3 separate regions of the Delphinus delphis genome follow, and regions 1 and 2 are each linked to region 3. The links are chromatin contacts, called in public Hi-C maps. All regions are on one chromosome and are shown on one strand. Each heading gives the region's core, a stretch centred on a gene start, on an enhancer-like site or on the middle of the called end of the contact. The rest is flanking DNA. Distances are from core to core; before and after follow the strand shown. Region 1 holds the start of MAP4K1 (mitogen-activated protein kinase kinase kinase kinase 1). Region 2 holds the start of ACTN4 (actinin alpha 4). Region 3 holds the start of MRPS12 (mitochondrial ribosomal protein S12).

What was found. Hi-C and Micro-C count contacts between places; a contact is called where the count stands out from the background.
Region 1: a Hi-C map of lung shows a contact between it and region 3, with 3 times the contacts expected there. The contact joins the promoter of MAP4K1 here to the promoter of MRPS12 in region 3. A contact is called at or near these places in 2 of 3 Hi-C or Micro-C datasets (lung and muscle).
Region 2: a contact with region 3 is called in a Hi-C map of lung, with 4 times the contacts expected there. The contact joins the promoter of ACTN4 here to the promoter of MRPS12 in region 3. A contact is called at or near these places in 2 of 3 Hi-C or Micro-C datasets (lung and muscle).

Annotation. Positions count from the first base shown.
Region 1 is chr20:13,612,560-13,616,624 of mDelDel1.2, reverse strand. MAP4K1 (mitogen-activated protein kinase kinase kinase kinase 1) reads right to left here and starts at 2,031. Exons shown (of 31, transcript XM_060000756.1): 1 at 1,933-2,031; 2 at 1,706-1,763; 3 at 1,503-1,593; 4 at 709-773. The coding sequence starts at 2,031. EIF3K (eukaryotic translation initiation factor 3 subunit K) reads left to right here and starts at 3,223. Exons shown (of 8, transcript XM_060000754.2): 1 at 3,223-3,406. The coding sequence starts at 3,348.
Region 2 is chr20:13,594,472-13,598,485 of mDelDel1.2, reverse strand. ACTN4 (actinin alpha 4) reads left to right here and starts at 2,048. Exons shown (of 22, transcript XM_059999927.1): 1 at 2,048-2,313. The coding sequence starts at 2,152.
Region 3 is chr20:13,375,902-13,379,954 of mDelDel1.2, reverse strand. It overlaps MRPS12 (mitochondrial ribosomal protein S12), which reads left to right and starts at 2,346. Exons shown (of 3, transcript XM_060000056.1): 1 at 2,346-2,410; 2 at 2,702-2,769. The coding sequence starts at 2,721. It overlaps SARS2 (seryl-tRNA synthetase 2, mitochondrial), which reads right to left and starts at 2,117. Exons shown (of 18, transcript XR_009517662.1): 1 at 1,839-2,117.

The DNA of each region.
Region 1 (4,065 bases), core at 782-3,281, 240 kb before region 3:
GGAGAACAAAAAGTGGGAAAACAGACATGGTGAGAAAGAGAGACACAAAGGGGTGAAGAGGATACACTAGAGAGAGACAGTAGGCAGAGGGGTTAGAGACCAGGTCTGACGGGCTGGCAGGGTGAGTCACTTCCTCTCTGTGGGCCTCAGTTTCCCCCTCTGAGGACTTCTTAATGAAGTCCTTCCTTCCTGGCATTTGAGGTCTGAGGCCAGAGGGAGACCGGGAGATGGTCGAAGATAGAGGTGCGCAAGAGAAAACTCGAAGTGATCAGAGGCCCACCCCACCCACACCCTCCAATGCTCCGAGAGAGTGAAAAGCAGGCTAAGAGAATCAGAAATACAGTCACTATTAAACGAACATGTGGGCACTGAGGATGAGCCAGAAATGCAGAAATACTCAAACGCATGAATACACCTTGGTGAGAAAATGCAGACACGGGGAAGATGGGGCAGGGGAAGTAGAGGGGATCATTGCATGCAGAAAGACTGGGGCTGGACTCTCAGGTCCTGGAGGACAGGGGTCAGTGCCCGCTCGGTCACCACAGTATCCCCAGCATCATACAGGCCAGGCCAGGCCCAGAGGAGGGGCCAGCTTACTGTGTGAAATATGGACCGTAAAGACAGTCCCAGGAGACACAAAGGCAGAGAGACAGGACAGGCGAATTGGGGGGAATGGGGCTACCTGGATCCCCGTGCCCTTCCTCTCACCTTGGTAGATGTCCTGGAGAGAACCAGCCCCACAGAATTCCATGCAGATCCAGAGCTTCTGCAGCCTGTAACAGTTCAAAAGCAATACTAATAACAGCAGTAATGATTATAGGATACCTCCTGGCTCACTGTCCATCTTATTCTAGTTCAACAAGAACTTTAATGTAAGAGCTGTCATCTCTCTATTGCCCACTACAGTGAGAGCATCCCATTTTATAGATGGGGAAGTTGAGGCTCAGAGAGGAAATATATGTTTAGGATCAACTGGAGTGGAATCCAGCTCTTTGGGCTCCTGACCCGTGGCATCCTCTGTCGTCCCATGCTAACCTAGGAGACAGGGTAGAGACCTCACAGGTTGTGGAAGTTTGGAGGGGACAGAGGAGCTAGGATACCAGGTCTGGGGGACAGAGGACTTTATTGGGGCATCTGGGATCTTAATTTGGGGGTCAGGGAATTTAGGGGTTCGTATTAAAGGAAATGAAAGTGAAACTAGGGGACCCGAAGGGCAAAATGATGAAAGATTAGTTTTAGGGGACTTGGTTTCAGGTTTGGTTACTCAGAAGGGGTCAGTTTGGTGGACCCCTAGTCAGAAATGGGAGTTATCTATTGGAGATTAGATTTGGGGGTGCTCTGGTCAAAAAAGTGGGACTTTGGGCTGGGGATCAAGTTAGGAGTGCCCCAGTTAAAAATGGGGGTCCAGGATTTGAGGTCAGGTTAGGGGGTACCCTGGTCAGGAATGGGAGCTCGCGTGTAGGGGCTGGGCTGGGTGTCAGGGCAGGTCTGAGGCTCATCACCAGAGATAACTCCCATGGTAGGCAACGATGTTGGCGTGCCGACAAGTTTTCAAGATGAGGATTTCCTTCTGAAGTGTGGAAACATCATCGTCTGCAAGGAGGGACAGAGAGAAAAGGCTGCTACAGGGAGGGAGTATGGGGGAGATCCCAGTGTCCCAGGAGGTGGGCGTGTGGGGAAGAAGCTCCTGAGGTCCTCTCCTCACCAGGCTCCATCTTCACCATCTTCAACGCCACCAGGTCCCCCGTCACCTTGTCTCGAGCCTTGTAAAGGGGAAGTTGGCAGTCAGGCGGGCTCCATTCGCCTGAGCTCCTCCTCAGCAACCCTGAACCAAAGCCAAGGACTGGGACCCTCTCACATCCCCTTCCCTTCTTGGGCCTCACCCCAAAGGTCACCGGTTTGAGGGTGATGGAGAATGAGGGGGTTCCTCACCTTGAAGACTTCCCCATAGGTGCCACCACCCAGCCGCTGTAGCAGGTCATAGTGGTCCCGGGGATCCCTATTAAAGATGTCAGGGTCCACGAGGTCCATTCCTGGGGCCCGGAGCTGGGCCTGCGCCCAGTGGCCAGCAGGGCCTCAGGGCTCGGAGTGCTGTCACCTCCCTCCCTCCCCACACGCCCTGCACCCGCCTTGCCTCCACCGGCTGTGGCCTCCCCCCTCCCCACTCTCGCTTCCTGCCCCAGCACAGAGCTCTGCAGCCGGCTCCACCCCCTGTCCCCTGGGCCCTAAGAGCCTGTGAGGGGCAGCTTGCCTTGGGACCCAGGGGACACCCCCTCCACTTCCAGGGCCCTGGGCTGCATGTAAACCAGATGCAAACTATCTTAATTGTGACCTGGAGGGGTGCCCTAACACTCCCTCCCCCGTTCTGGGCAGCGGCTAAAAACTACAGTTGAACCTCTGCTGAGTGCTTGAGTGCTGGGCCACAACTCAGAGATGGCAGGTCTGCACAGAGACGGCCATGCAATGTATATCACTGCTCACCGGGGGCACATACATGCACTTAGTGGTAACCTCCTGTGCGGTGCGAAGACCAGTCGACATGCAAATGCCTGGATATCCGTGTGCACATATGTGGATGTACCCAGAGCATATACATAAGTGACACATGCATGTGTATCCATGCCTGCAGCGTGCAGAATCTGTTCACACATCTCATGACGGCACACACGGGGCACTCGCTTTCACCCACAAAACGAGCCGGAGGAGTCCAGGAACCCCCTCACCCTGCCCCTGCCGGGCAGAGAACAACGGCTTTGCGGGCCGCAACCCCCGGCGTTAGAATGGAGTGCGAGGAGCTCAGGATCCTGCCTCAGGGACCGAGGCCTGGGCCAAAAGGGGACCTCAGAGAGCATCTTCCTCGGGACTTGGCCACGGCCCAAAAGGAATCTGTCTAACACGTGCATTCCAACACAGTTTTGAGTTCACGGCCGCGCGCAGTGCGACGTGGGTGCAAGCCACCAGTAAACAGGCTCCTTCACTGGGAGTTCCCGCGCACTTCCCAAGGACTGGAAATGGATACTCGAGGCCCCGGAAAACCTGAGCCCCGCCTCCTCGCCTCTAGAAGCGCCTGCGCACTGGGCTAGACTAGGTCTTTTCTCGCGCCGTTGGTTCTGCTCGGTTAGAGAGTATGCGCACGCGCTAACTGCGCCGCTGGGAAGAAGTCACGCGGCAGCCGGAAAGCGTGGCAGTAGCCTCCAGAGCTTCCCCACACCTTCACCGCCACTCGGGCTGGAGAGAAAACAAAGACGTAGTTTCCGTTTCCACCAGCTCTTCCTCTTCCAGTTCTCGAGGACGCAGTGCCGGCCGGGAGTTCGGCTGTAGCCCTGGTGTGGGAGGCGACAACAGTCATGGCGATGTTCGAGCAGATGAGAGCGAACGTGGGCAAGTTGCTTAAGGGGATCGACAGGTCTGAGCCTGGTCGGAGGGAGCACTTCTGGCCAAGAGGGGTGGAGGAGAGGGTTTTCTGGAGACAGCAAGGGGTGGGATTTTTCAGTCATCCTGGAGGACATGTTTAAGGAAAGCACTGTAAAGGCCTAAAGGCAGGTGGTAGCCTTGCCAACCGCTCAGTCTCCCCCTCTTTAATTGCTTTAAGCCCGCCCTCTCTGCTCCTCAGCTTTCCCTCTATCAGCCCCTCAGTTTCCTCTCTCTGTTCCTCAGTCTCACTGTGTCTCTCAGTGCCTCTTTATTGCTCTCCTTTTTTTTCCTCATGTCATTCATTGAACACATGTTTACTAAAATCTACTCGGTCAGTTCTGGGCAATGCTGCGGACCACAGGTGACCAAAAACAGCCAAAGGTCATGCTTTCATGCAGTTCCTAGTTCAGAGTCCAGGCAGACCAGACAATAGACAGTGATAGCCAGGAGTGGTCAGAGCGGTGATGGGGGAAGCACAGATAGATTGGTCGGGGCTGGGATGAGGGAAGCTAGGCAGGAGAGGATGGGGCTAGACCACAGTGGGGTTTGGGGACAGAAGGAAGGGGTGGGTGGCGAAGATGTCCAGGGGACCAGGTATACAGGCTGCAAGGGCTGGTTGGCTGAGAGATTGAGGAGGCATCCTAGAAAAGA
Region 2 (4,014 bases), core at 799-3,298, 220 kb before region 3:
CCCCTTGTGTGGCCAGACAGACCCTAGGGACAGTTGAATCAGACCCCACCCCTGCTTGCAGTCCTCTCCTAACTTACCGTTGCACTTAGCATAAAATTCATTATATGTCCGCACTGCACTTAGAATAAAATCAAAACTTTTCAGGCAAAAAATAGTAAAAAAACCAAAAAACCAAAAAAACTCCTCAGATTCTTCAGTATGGTTTTAAGTCTGTTCATTCATCTGGGATTTATTAAGCTTCTGTCTTGTGCCAGACAGTGCTTCAGGGGCTAGAGATACAGCAGTGACCAAAGCAAAAGATCCTCACCATTCACAGGCTGACATTGTTGGGAAGGAGACAAATAAACATGATAAATAAACCAGTCATGTAGTATATTAAATGGTGATCAGTATTCTGGAAAGAATAAAGCTGGGAAGGTGTGGGATGCTATTTATGAAAAGGTGGTCAGGGGAGGTCTCACGAGGTGATACTTCCGCTGATCTGCAGGAGAGGAGGCTATGAGCCCAGGGGATCCAGTATCTGGGGAAAGTGTTCCAAACAGTGGTAACAGGTATCACCGTATACAAAGGCCCTGAGGCTGGAGCATACCCGGGGTGTTGGAGGAACAGCTAGGAGGCCAGCAGTGTGGCGGGAGCTCAGAGAGGAGGGGCAGAGTGGGAGGTGAGCTGGTATAAGAATGGGGACCAGGATGACCAGGACCTGGACGACCTTGTGGGTTTGGCTGAGGCCCCAGGAGTCTCGGTTATTTCAAAAGCTGGGCTGGGCTGCACCAGGGCAAGGAAGACTCCGGCAGCCTTTCCTCCTTTCCTTGACTTTGACACGAGGCACCAAAGGAAGGTTCTGAGCAGGGAGGAAGGGACTTGATCTGACTCAAGTGTTCACAGGCTCCTTCTGACTTCTTGTGAGAAGGAGAGTTGGGAGGTGAGTGGAGGAGCAGAGAGATGGTGAGGACGCTACTGCAGTGGTCCAAGCGAAGACAAGGCGAGGCTGGACAGGACCAGGATGTGTGGCCGTGGGGGAAAGGGGAAGTGGGTGGATTCCGTACATACTCTGAAGATGGAACTGACAGAATTTCCTGAAGAACTGGATGTGGGGTGTGAAGACAGAGGAGCCAAGGAGGACTGCAAGCTTTGTTGCCTGCGCAGCTGGAAGGATGGAGGTGCCATTGACTGGGATGGGGATGACTGTGGGGTGACCAGGTCAGAGAGCAAGATGAGGAGCTCCGCTTTGGATATTTACACTTGACATGCCTCAATGTAGCAATGTCATTTATCTGTATTTATTTATTGCTGCGCCACGCCCCCCCATATTAGCCACTTGAGAACCAATCACATTTATCATGCTCGGCACCATATCGCCAGTACCCAAGAACAGGCCCTGGCACACCAGTAGGTGCCCAATAAATGTTTGTTGAATGAATGAAGATAGACAAGTCCAAAAAATCCTCTACCTTTCCCATCAGCCAGTATCTATTCCAGTCTATCTAACTCCCATGTTCATTTCGTGAATCCCTCAGATGTTTGTTCAAATGTTCTCCTTCTCCGCAAAGGCTACCTTGAGTACTTCGTTTACGTTCCAGCTTTGCTTGATTTTTCTCCATAACACTTACCCCTGTAATATATATGCACTTAAAATTTTGTTGTCTCCCTTCCATGAGGCCAGGGAGTTTTGTCTATCTTGTTTACTGGCAACGCACACAGAGGGCGCTTAATAAATATTTGTTAAATTTCTGTTACTTAATGGGAATACACGCCACGCCTCAGCAGGTTCAAGCCTGATGTCGAGACCCGCCTTACGAATCATCCATGCTCGGGCCCCGCCCACACGCAGAGGCCGCGCGCGCTCACGCGGGAGAGGGGGCGCGGCTCGTCCATGAGCTGAAGGGCCGAGGGGAGGTGCACTCTGCGCAGGCTCCGAGCTCCCCGAGGCGGGGTTTCAGTGCTTTTTGGCATAGGAAGCGCGCGCGCGCGAGAGGGCGGCGGCGGCGGCGCGGTGCGCAGGCGCAGCGAGCAGTGCGCAGGCGTCAGTGGAGGGCGGGCTGAAGCTGCTGAAGCGGCGGCGGTAGCGGCGGCGGCGGCGGCGGCGACGGCGGCTCGGCCAGAGGGGCGGGAGCAGAGGCGGGAGTGGACGGGCTCGGGAGAGGCAGCGGAATGGTGGACTACCACGCGGCGAACCAGTCGTACCAATACGGCCCCAGCAGCGGGAGCAATGGCGCTGGCGGCGGGGGTAGCATGGGCGACTACATGGCCCAGGAGGACGACTGGGACCGGGACCTGCTGCTGGACCCGGCCTGGGAGAAGCAGCAGCGCAAGGTGCGCGGCCCGCGGGCCGAATGGGCTGGAGGGGGGGGGCTTCCGAGGGAGGCTGGGGGCTGGGAGGTCCTGAGACGGAATTGGAGGGTCTGTGGTGAGAACTGGGCGTCCTGGGAATGAACTGGCGGGTCTGGGAAGGGGTTTAGAGTCCTGAAGAGGAGTTGCAGAACTTGAGCAGGGAATTGGGAGTCTGAAAAAATAATTGGCGGCTGAGTAGGGAATATGGAAATCTAAAACAAGGAATCGGGGAGCCCGATGAAGGAATTGGAGGGTCTGGGCGGGGAATTGGGGGAAACCGGCGAGATGATTGGAGACTCTAAAATGGAACGGGGTCTGAGGCGGGACTGGTGGGTCAGGATGGACTGGGGGGTGTTCAGAGAGAAACGGGGGAGTCTGGAATTTGTGGGTCAGGATAGAGTTAGGCGTCGGGGGAGTCTGAAGAGCTCGAGTACGGAGGGGGTTATTTGGATTGCGGAATCCTCTGAAGAGGGTTGGAATTGTGGGAGCCCCGGGTTGGGGGACTTCTAAAGGGGATGAAGATTCTGGAAGTCTGAAGATGGAGTAGGGGTACCAAGGAAGGGATTATGAAGTCTGAAGAGTAGTGGGAGGACTGGGGAGACTGGGGAGGTGGAAGGAGGAGAGGGGCTGAGGAAAGAAGTGGGTGTGAAAGGACCCGGAGCTTGGGGGGTGAGAACGGGGAGGGCTGCTAAGGAGGAGTTCCGGGACTCCGGGTCTGAAGGGAGAAGTTAGGGAGCTGTGAATAGGAGGTTTTGGAGGAGGTGAGATTTATTTGGGGTGCGCTGTTCTACGGGGAAGAGGAGAAGATTGGGAGATAGGAAGAAGAGGAGGAATGTGATGAGGCCGAGACCTCATTGATGAGGAGAGGCCGAAGGGGGGATCCAGAGAGTATCTGGAGTGTTTTGAGGAGGGGTTCTGAAGAACTGATGGAACGCAGACAAAGCTCAGCAAAGGGTTGGCGGCGCCGGAGGCTAAGGTAGCCTGGACCAGGTGAGGATGGCGGGAGGGAATGAGCGGAATGGCGGATGGTGGGAGGGAGGTTAGAGTAGTAATGAAAGTCTCATTAGAAAGGGAGTGTGTGATGGATAGACTGAGAAAGGAATTTGGGGGTGGGGGCTTCTGGACATGCAGTCCCGAGACTGGAGAGAGTGTGTGTATTGTGAAGGGAGAATACATTGTTTGGGGAGGAAGAGGTGAGAGTGTCCAGAAGAATTGTGTCTTTTGGGGGTGGTGGTGAAGAGCTCTTTCTAAAGCAGGGTCTGTTTTCAGGTGGCATGTTGAGAAGGTGGTGTGTGTGTGTGTAATCCAGGGTGGTTGAGAGGGGAGAGCTCCAAGCTTATAGAAGAGAGGGTTTGAGCATGTGCAGCAAGAGCTAAAGAAAGGAGGGTGTTGAGTGGGTGTGTGTGTTGGGAGGGGGCTGTTTAAAAGTGTTGTGTGTGAAGAGGGTGGGAAGTACTTGCACTTAGAGGCATTTAATATGTTCCGGAGATCTGGATTTTCTTCCTAGCTTTGTTGTCAGCTCTGTGGCCTTGGGCAAGGCCCTTGATCTCAGGGCAGTTCTGTCATCTGTGACATGAGGAGGGGTCGAAGGGGTCCCTTCTTGATTCTACAAGGATGGATGTGTGTGGTGTTGGGACTTCGGGAGGGTAGCTTTGGGGGAGCTTCCTCAGGATCATGGGGGCC
Region 3 (4,053 bases), core at 1,097-3,596:
CCTATATGGAAAAAAATCCAAAAAAGAGTGGATATATGTGTATGTATAACTGATTCACTTTGCTGTATAGCAGAAACTAACACAATATTGTAAAGCAACTACTCCAATAAAAAATTGTTTTTAAGTGTACAGTTCAGTGGCATTAAGTACATTCATATCGTCGTGCTATCATCATAACTACCCACCTCTGGAACTTCTTTACATTCCCAAACTGAAACTCTGTACCCATTAAACTTTCTCCCCTCCTGCCCCTGACAACCACCATTCTACATTCTGTCTCTGTGAATTTGCTCCAGGTGCCTCATACAACTGGAATCACACAGTATTTGCCCTTTTGTGACTGGCAAATTTCACTTAGCATAACGTCTTTAAAGTGCATCCACGTTGTAGCATGTGTCAGAATGTCCTTCCTTTTTAAGGCTGAATGTTATTCCATTGTATGTATTTACCACATTTTGTTTATCCATTTATCCATCAGTGGACCCTTGGGTTGCTTCCACCTTTTGGCCACTGTGACTAACGCAGCTATAAACATGGGCATACAAATATCTGAGTCCCTTCTTTCAGTTCTTTTTGGGTATATATCCAGAAGTGGAATTGCTGGAATACATGGTAATTCTATGTTTAATTTTTTGAGGAACTGCCATATATTTTTTGTTTTTCTTTTTTGAAAAATTAATTAATTTTTAATTATTTTTGGCTGCGTCGGGTCTTCCTTGCTGTGCACAGGCTTCCTCTAAGTTGTGGCGAGCGGGGGCTACTCCTCCTTGCAGTGTGCGGGCTTCTCATTGCGGTGGCTCCCCTTGTTGCGGTGCTTGGGCTCTAGGCACGCGGGCTTCAGTAGTTGTGGCTCGCTGGCTCTAGAGCACAGGCTCAGTAGTTGTGGCGCATGGGATTCGTTGTTCCGCGGCATGTGGGATCTTCCCGGACCGGGGCTTGTACCTGTGTCCCCTGCGTTGGCAGGCGGATTCTGAACCACTGCGCCACCAGGGAAGTTCCTAGGTTTTCTTTTTTAATTAACTTCTCTGAGCCTTAACTTCCCCTCTGATAAAATAGGGGAAATAATGGTACCCACGTCATAAAGTTGTGAAATTTAAATGAGACTCATCTGTGTAAAGCACTTAAAATAGGATGGTAGGGGGGCCCAAGAGAGGGCTGGGAGGATTTGGGGTCCCCATCATCCTCAGCACCCCAGCAGGGTCTAGAAGTATGGTGACCCTGGTTCTAGTTCCCCAGCATGCAGTACTATATAAGTGCTAGCTTTATTATTATTAATAATAATATTCACTGCCTTATTCTCAACATCTGGAACACAACAGGGGTGCTCCCTACATATCTGTTCAAAAGCACATTCATTCATTAAATAACACTATTTAACTGCCTACTACCTGTGGGGTAGGTGCACAACTCTACCTCTCATTCTCCAAAGGCAAGAGGCAACCCCCGCCCCTACCGCTGATTCACACCCCCCCGCCGCTGATTCACATCCCTGTCCCCCATTTTCCTTCGTGGCCTTAGGATAAGCCTGGCATGAGGTCTAAGCACAGAGGACGCTGGCAGACAGTAAGTTCCTAACGCAGAGTGGGTACCCAGCACGCTTTATGGGGCAAGCGCATCATGGGTATCTAGACAGTAGGGCCTTAGCACTCTGGCTAACTGGCACGTAGTTAGGTGCCAAGTACAACACGTTGGCTAAACTTGGGAAGGAACTAAAATTCCTGCGATAAGACCGGCCCCTGCTGGAGAGTTTCTTGCTAGCCCATTTCGTCCGTAAAACGAACAGCCAATAGACAAAGCGGCCCGGCCTCGCAACCACCGGCCGGCGCAAGCGCACTCACGATCGTGGGCAGATCCTCCGACCGCAGCTCCCCCTTGCGGAGCTCCAGGGCGCGCGCGGCCTCTTCCGGGTATGCGCACAGCGGCTCCATGTCCAGCTGAGGGAGCGCGCTGTAGCCCTCACGCGCGTGCTCGTACAGGAGGTTCCGGTCTCGTCTCTCTGTAGCGAAACTTCTCCTTGGGCTCTGGTTGCAAACGCAGCCTCCCCGGAGCCGCGAGCCCCGAGCAGCCACCAGAGGCCACAAGCGCCGCATTATGGACGCAGCCATCTTGGAAGGGGGACAAAGAGACACGCACTCTTCGTCCCGCCCACTACGCGTTTAGACTAATTGCAAAGCAGCTATTCTTGGGACTAGCCAATCAGAGCCTGGAAGGGGTGAGCCCTCTCCCATGCCTCAAGAAAAAAGATCAGCGAGAACAGTTGACCGAGATTGACACTGTCGTTGCCCAATCGTCATCTGTTCCCCGCCCCTTCAGTGTACGGGAGAGGCAGAACCAGCCAATCCCTGCCGGGATAATCCCTAGACCGTGCTAGAGGCCGCATTCGGCGTGTCTGTGGACCCGGCTAGGGTCGGTAAGGTCGGCAGAGTTCTCGGGTCCTCCAAACTTCCCGGGCCTCCTCTCAGTTTCTAGTTTCCTTCTGTTTGTGAGCGGGGGCGGTTGGGAGAGCCTATTCAGAGCAAGACTAAATTTACGGAGGGATTTTCTGTTAGCAGCGTTAGGGGTTGTGGTTTTACAATGAGAGGAAATTCCTTAGATTTAACCGGAAGGCTCCGAGAGTGGGATGGGGAGAATTTGGACCCTCCCCCGACTACGGCCACTTTCCCTTCCTCCTGCTTAATGAGTCTCTTATCCCCTAACACAGGGACGCTGCAGGCGGCGGGATGTCCTGGTCCGGCCTTCTCCGTGGCCTCCGCACGTCCCTAAATCATGGTAAATGGGGGGCTTGGGCTGCAGAGACGAGGCTGCGTGAGGGTTATTTCCCCTGGGACTTGTGTCCCTCTGCCTTAGCCCCGAGTTTCGGCGGAGCAGGGGTTTCAAGGGCAAGAGGTAGGAAGTAGCATTTAGGCGTCTGGTGGGTATCAGGAGTTCGGATCAATTATTTTTTTCAGCAAATGATATTAAATACTTCCCATGGGTGAGACATCCAAGCAAGACTTTGAAGTCATTCATTCAACTGACGTTTTCTTTTCCTTTTTTTTTTTTGGCCGAGCCACACGGCTTGTGGGATCTTAGTTCCCTGATCAGGGATCAAACCCGCGCCCCTTGCACCCTTGCAGTGGAAGCGTGGAGTCTCAACCACTGGACCGCCAGGGAAGTCCCCAACTGATGTTTTTCAAGAGCCTACTACATGCCAGGCACTGAGAGGGACACTTTATTTATGAACCTAGTTCTTCCACAAACATCAAATGATTCTCCTGGGCCATGCCCTTATGAGAAATATTCCACTCAGTCACTCTGCAGACCTTTATTCACCAAGGGTCACAGGACTGGACAAGACAGATCTGTGCCCTGCTTGGGGAATCTGGGCTGGCTTGACATGCATATTTCATGGAAGCCTCTCACACACGGTGCTAAGGAGGGAGACCTGAGTGTGGTGCCCACCATACAGATGAGGACACTGAGGCACTGAGAGGTGAACAGTCTTGGTCAAGGGCAGACCCGTCGGAAGAGACTTCTAGGAATGTCTCGTCCTGAGGATTGTGCTGTAACTTGAGGCATAAGGACACATGGAAATGGACTGTAGGGCCAGGACCTGCCCTGAATCTGGAGGGGAGTGTGACATTTGGGTGTGAGAGGGCATTCGTGCTAGGGACACAGAGAGAGGATGCACCTCACAGCTCTGGCCTGGGAACTCCAAGAGGACATGGCCCAGGGTTGTCTCAGTCACCACTGCGTCTCCATTATTGATTGGGGCCAAGACACAGTAGGTGCTCAATGAATGTTTGTTGAAGAGAATCCAGTTGTTTGAGTCTTTTTATGTCCTATTTCCTGTCTATGAGCACATCCTGTCATCTACCTTAGAACCATATTCCTGCCCTTTTCCCCCACCTGCCTTTCCTCTCACTGCACTGCAGCCACACTGCCCTCCTTTCTGTTGATGTGTTCGTGGACACAGGCTGAGGCTGGAGCAGGGATAACGAGGGGGCAAGTGAGGAGATGAGGTCAGAGAAATAGCTCGCAGACCATGTGGGGCCTCGTGGGCCCCCCGGGGGG